Linked DNA regions of Triticum aestivum: region 1 is linked to region 2. Evidence: chromatin contacts called from public Hi-C data. All regions are on one chromosome and are shown on one strand. Each heading gives the region's core, a stretch centred on a gene start, on an enhancer-like site or on the middle of the called end of the contact. The rest is flanking DNA. Distances are from core to core; before and after follow the strand shown. Region 1 has its middle 44 kb from the start of LOC123183152. Region 2 holds the start of LOC123183152 (mitogen-activated protein kinase 7).

The links. Hi-C and Micro-C count contacts between places; a contact is called where the count stands out from the background.
Region 1: a contact with region 2 is called in a Hi-C map of leaf, with 5 times the contacts expected there. The contact joins the enhancer-like site here to the promoter of LOC123183152 in region 2. A contact is called at or near these places in 4 of 5 Hi-C or Micro-C datasets (leaf and an unstated tissue) and 1 of 1 datasets of contacts at active chromatin or transcription factors (leaf).

Annotation. Positions count from the first base shown.
Region 1 is chr1D:474,334,246-474,336,945 of IWGSC CS RefSeq v2.1, forward strand. No RefSeq gene overlaps it. Among protein-coding and RNA genes, the nearest start is that of LOC123183152, 44 kb to the left of the region's middle. Within about 2 kb of position 1,411, at least 7 of the 8 cell types and tissues checked have an H3K27ac peak or open chromatin away from gene starts, as enhancers often do. A contact at or near this core is called in leaf, where this site is marked.
Region 2 is chr1D:474,290,522-474,293,221 of IWGSC CS RefSeq v2.1, forward strand. LOC123183152 (mitogen-activated protein kinase 7) reads right to left here and starts at 1,380. Exons shown (of 10, transcript XM_044595896.1): 1 at 1,197-1,380. The coding sequence starts at 1,247.

The DNA.
Region 1 (2,700 bases), core at 161-2,660, 44 kb after region 2:
AGACTATTCAAACAAGGATGACGTGGCGGCGGCGGCATCCTCGTGGTGGACTTGTGTCCTCGGGCTCCGCCGTTGCGACGACGTTTGCTCCAGCACCGGCGCGGAGCTTGGAAGGTAGTCTAGGAGTAGATACAGTTTGTAGTGTGCATCAGCGGCATCTAGAAGATGGTGGATCGTGTGTTATGTTCATGGTTCATGGCTGATAGGTATGGTTTCCACCTCCGACGTCTTAGTCGTGCGGGGGTGCTAGATCTTAAGTTCGATGGCATGTCTGGGTTGTTGCCCCGGTCTATTTCGTTCAATGACAATGGTTCGCCTTTGGTGAGTCACCTTGAAGGTCGGAAAAGCTGCATAATAGCGACGAAGCCGAGTGTCGAGCTCAGATGATCTATCATTTTTTTCTTCGGTGGCTGCTATGGTAGTGCCAGAGGTAGGTGATGGGCGGCGGTGTTAAGCTCAGATGATTCTTCAGTCATGATGTATTATTCATTCTTGGTTGGTGTTTTTTGTGTAAAGACTAGCGTTCTACTGTCTTTTTAGTCTTGTCAGATCGGTGTTTACATGGGTTGTAATATGATGTTTATGACATACTAGTATAAATGAGACACGCATCACTATAGAGAAGGTAATTCATGGATTTAATTAACCGCAAGAAAACAAAGGAGATGTGGATAACCTAATTAATATCCATATACACCGGCGATGCAAAAACAGTAGTACTTCACATGCCTAGCTTCCCTAGGTCGAGGTGGGAACGCACTTGGCTTCTTGCACCCCAAAGCTCATTATGCCCTGTTTGGTTCGGCTGTAGATTTCTAAAAGTAGCTGTGAAAAATCTGCTGTGAAGAAACAGCTATGAAAAATCTGATGTGAAATAGATGTAAGTCATTTGACAAACCAGCTGATACAGATTTTTCAGATTTTGGCCCACAGCGGAATCAGATTTTGGCAGCGGATTTCTAGAATCGGATTTTGCTGGGATTCTGCTGCGCGGCAGCGGAATACGTCGATAAAAGCTGAACCAAACAGGGCCTATAGACAGCAGTAGGCGTGCGTGAAATCGATTTGTTTGGACGTGGCGTTGACTATACCGACGATCGCTGCCGCCTGCCGCGTGCGGCGACTAAAATATAGTGAGCGGCAGCTACTCGCTGCGGCAGACCGGCTTTTTTTTTCTTCTTTTGAACAAAAGGCAGAAAGGGGCCGTCTTTGGTTCGGCGGCGAAAGAAAGACGATTGGAGTCACCAACCCGGCCGTCGTGGTAGCTACGAGTACGTACCACCGCTGTAGATGCTTTTCGCCGATTCCGGAAGATTCCGCGCAGCACCGGCGCAAGCTGCAGATGCGGACCCTCTTCTCTTCTCTTCTCCGCCGCATGCAGCCACCGGAGTCAGTCACCCACCCGGCCGTTGCCTTGCGGTGACCACCACCACCACCAGTTTTTTTTGCTGCCCCTTTCCGGAAGCTTCGGGGGTGCATCCCCCCGGCCCGGCCGTACGTGTGCTGGCACGCACTTACGGCGCAGGCAACCTGGACATGCGTATGTGCCCGCCGATCAGTACCCGGTAGGGACCCGCGCCCGGGAACGTACGTCCACGTAAATCAGCCATGCATGCATGGGATCTCCTCGCCCGCGCAGGGTTTCCTCCGACTTACTCCCTCGTGCGGAATTACCATTGCCGATCGATCGAGAGCGTGCGCGCATAACGGTAACCGAGCAGGAGCAGGACTGCGCCGGAGATTTTTGTATACTACTACACGTCAGAGAATCAGCCACCCTATAGATCTGCAGACCGCAGGAACAGACAGAGGATCTATTGATATTGTGTTTGTTTGGGCACAATCGCGGGTTCCCCATAAAGAAACACACCACTTGCCTCAATCGACGAGATCCACGCCTATTTTTCTCTCTCAAGTAGTACGGGAGATCCACGCAAGCTCACGCAGCTGGTTCACTGTCAACGATGGATGGATCCATTCTGTGTGTATGTGCACGCACAACCGTGGACGAGACTTGCCTGCTTCCTGCGCGTGCGCCCATCTGTGCGGCCATCACTAATTAATTTGGTCAACTTACTTGGTTTCCTTTTCTTTTTTTAGTTTCTTTCGTTGTTTCGTCCTGCCTTGAATTTGTAGCAGTAGTCCGTATATCTTTTGTCTCGTCAGATCAAGGGCTGAACAGCCTACATCCCCTTGTCCTAGGACAGTAATAGTATCTCCACAACATAAGACACAAATTTCTGCGTGCCTGTGGATTCCTGTGTGCTCTTCATCAGCATCACGCAGTAGGGGAGAGACCACCGAAATCAACTGGCAGCCGCCGGACAGCACAAGTAGCAGCCTACATAGTACAGACTGTCTATATAGAGCTAGTGTGCTGCCACTGGTACGTCCAAGTCCCACTGGTGTGTGCACCAGAAATATCTACTGGCCCAACGATATCTATCCCGAGGCTCAGCCATGGCCGCTCGATCGCAGCGGCGCAGGCGACCAAACCGGGCCCACCGCCCCCACAGCGACAGCAACGGCGACATCAATTTTATTATAGTGGCATGATTGCAGCACGTGCCCGGCGTTTCATTCGGTGAGCAGTTGTCCGATGGGCACGTTTCGTGCCGGGACAAAGGGCCTGTTTGGATACTCTAACTCAGTTAGAGGTTTCTAACTCAGTTAGAGGTTAGAGTTAGATTCTAATCCTAA
Region 2 (2,700 bases), core at 130-2,629:
AATAAAAAGAAGAGGAGGAAGAAGAAGTCTTTCTGCGCGGAAAGCGACTCTGTCCGTCCGTTCCCCCACCTTGCTGCGCTGCTCGCCGCCGCCGCGGGCACCCGCATTTGCCTCCGGCATCCTTGGGAGCACGGCCGGTCGCCGGGGGAGATAGAAGGCCGCGCCGCGCCTCGCCTCGCCGCCGGTGCGGTCCGCGGCGACGTCACCCGGAGGAGGGAGGAGGGAGCGGTGGTGGGTGTTAAACAAGTCCAAGCAGGCAGGGGCGGGGAGGTGAGCTGAGCAGCACAAGGCCGACGCGAGGTGGTATTAATAAAAGTGTTTGGGCTGGGGTGGACGGTTTTGCCCCTTGAGTGGCAGGGGGAGTGAGGTCTGGTTCAGCCGTAGTTCTCCGGCAAGAGCGAGGGTGTTTTCGGTATTTGGTTATCGGGTGCGGGTTAGTGGACTTGGGCTACTGTCCCTTTGCGTGAGAGTGAGGACAGCACACGGGCGCTCTTCGGTGTGACCCGTTAACCCGCTTATATATGCGTGTGTGTTTCTCTTTCGTGCAAAGAAAAAAACATCGGTGGTTGTAATTCACGCGGATGCCGCACACCCGCAGAGGAGTATACGATACCAACCACCCAGGGGCGAATCTACTGTGCAGGCTTTAAAAGGCTTGAGCCTGCCCTCTAGCCAGATGGATTTTGTCTTTGCTACTAGTGATGACGGCCCGGCCCGGTCCGGCCTAGCAAATAGGCGGCTTCTTGGCCCATCTAAGCACCTCCTGGCTTGTTCGGGCCTGTCCTCCGTTTACATTATAGAGTCGTCATTGGTACCACCTACACGCCGCTCTTGATTGCATCTACTGAGGACTAGAGTCTATGAGCTAGAATTGTTTTTGGAAGGAAGCGATGCGTCGCGATGAGCTAATGCGTGCCGCCCGCAGATGCTTCCTAGACACGTGCGAACACGGTATGCATGAACTCCAATCTCGACAATCTGTGAGCTAGAGGTGTATCAACAACGCAAACTGGTATTGGTAATGAACTTTACATACCAAGTTTCAAAGAGAAAAGCGGTCATTTGTCGTGATAGAGAGAAGAAAAGTATAACTGAAACTATAAAAAAGAAGTGAAAAGATCTGAATGGGTCTGCCCCTTGCATGGTAGGGGTGTGCAGACCGTCAATAGCGCACACAACAACAAATTGACTCAAACCTTGTAAAGCTGCTCGCCGCCGCTGTGGGCACCCGCATTTTCCTCGAGCATCCCGAGGAGCACGGAAGACCGCGCCTCGCCGCCGGTCCGGTCTGCGGCGATGTCACCCGGAGAAGGGAGGAGGAAGCGGTGGTGCGGTGCTGAGTGTTAAACAAGTCCAAGCAGGCAGGTGCGGGCAGGCGAACTGAGCGGCGGAAAGGCGGGGCGAGGGGGCATTAGTAAAAACATTTGGGTGCGGGCGGACGGTCCTGCCCCTCGAGTGGCCTAGGGAGTGAGGTCTGGTATTGTTGTAGTTCTCGGGCAGGAGCGAGGGTGTTTACGGTATTTTCTTATCGGTGCGGGTTGGTGGGCTTTGGCTAGTGTCCCTTTGCGTGTGAGTGAGGACAATACGTGTGCGTTTTCTCTTTCACAAAAAACATCGGTGGTTGTAATTCACGCGGACGCCCAACGCCCATAGAGGAGTACACGATACCGCCTAAATGCCACTCTCGACAGCGGCTACCGAGGAGCGGAATCCGTGAGCTAGAACTGAATTTGGAAAGGAGCGCTGCGTCGCGACGAGCTAGCGCACACCGCGCGCGGATGCTTCCTAGACATGCGCATACACGGTACGCGTGAAACTCCAATCTCGACAATGTGCGAGCTGGCGGTGTATCTAGAACGTAAAGCGGTATTGGAAATGAACGTTCCATATCAAGTGTTCGGGTGAAAAGCGATCATTTATTGTCGTCGGCGGGGGATAGAGAGAAGGAAACGAGATAAAAAGTAAGTGAAAAGGTCCAAATAGATTTAACCCATCCAGAGGACTGAGGCAGGGGGACCCCCTCTCCCCGTACCTCTTTCTTTTCTGCGTCGAGGGCTTCTCGGCTCTTCTAAAGAAGGCGCAGGAGGAGGCTAATATCAAAGGGGTGTCGTTCGGTTCAAACGGGCCAATCGTTACTCATTTACTGTTTGCTGACGACAGTGTGGTGTTCGTGGAAGGCTCTAGGGATAATTTTGAAGTACTCCGGACTATCTTGCAGCAGTATGAAGGTGCGTCCGGACAGAAAGTGAACTTCCACAAGTCAGCAATTTTCTTCGGCAAAGGAACAGATGATACTACAAAAGAAGAGCTAAAGCAAGTACTGGGCATCAAGGAGGAGGCATTGAGTGAGCGGTACTTGGGGCTACCTACGGTGGTAGGGAGCTCGAAGGATGGAATTTTCAAATATGTAAAGGAGAGAGCAAGAGGGAAAGTCTCGGGATGGAAAGGACAAGGACTTTCAAAAATGGCTAGAGAGGTGCTTGTTAAATCCGGCCTCCAATCAACACCAACCTTGACCATGAGCTGCTTCCAACTCACAAAAAAATGTGCGGGAATCTGTCATCTATTTCGTCAAACTTCTGGTGGGGAGAAGCAAATGGGCAAAAGAAAGTTCATTGGATCGCTTGGGATAAAATGTGCACGAGAAAGCATGAAGGAGGCCTTGTTGGGTAACGTAGTAATAATTCAAAATTTTCCTAC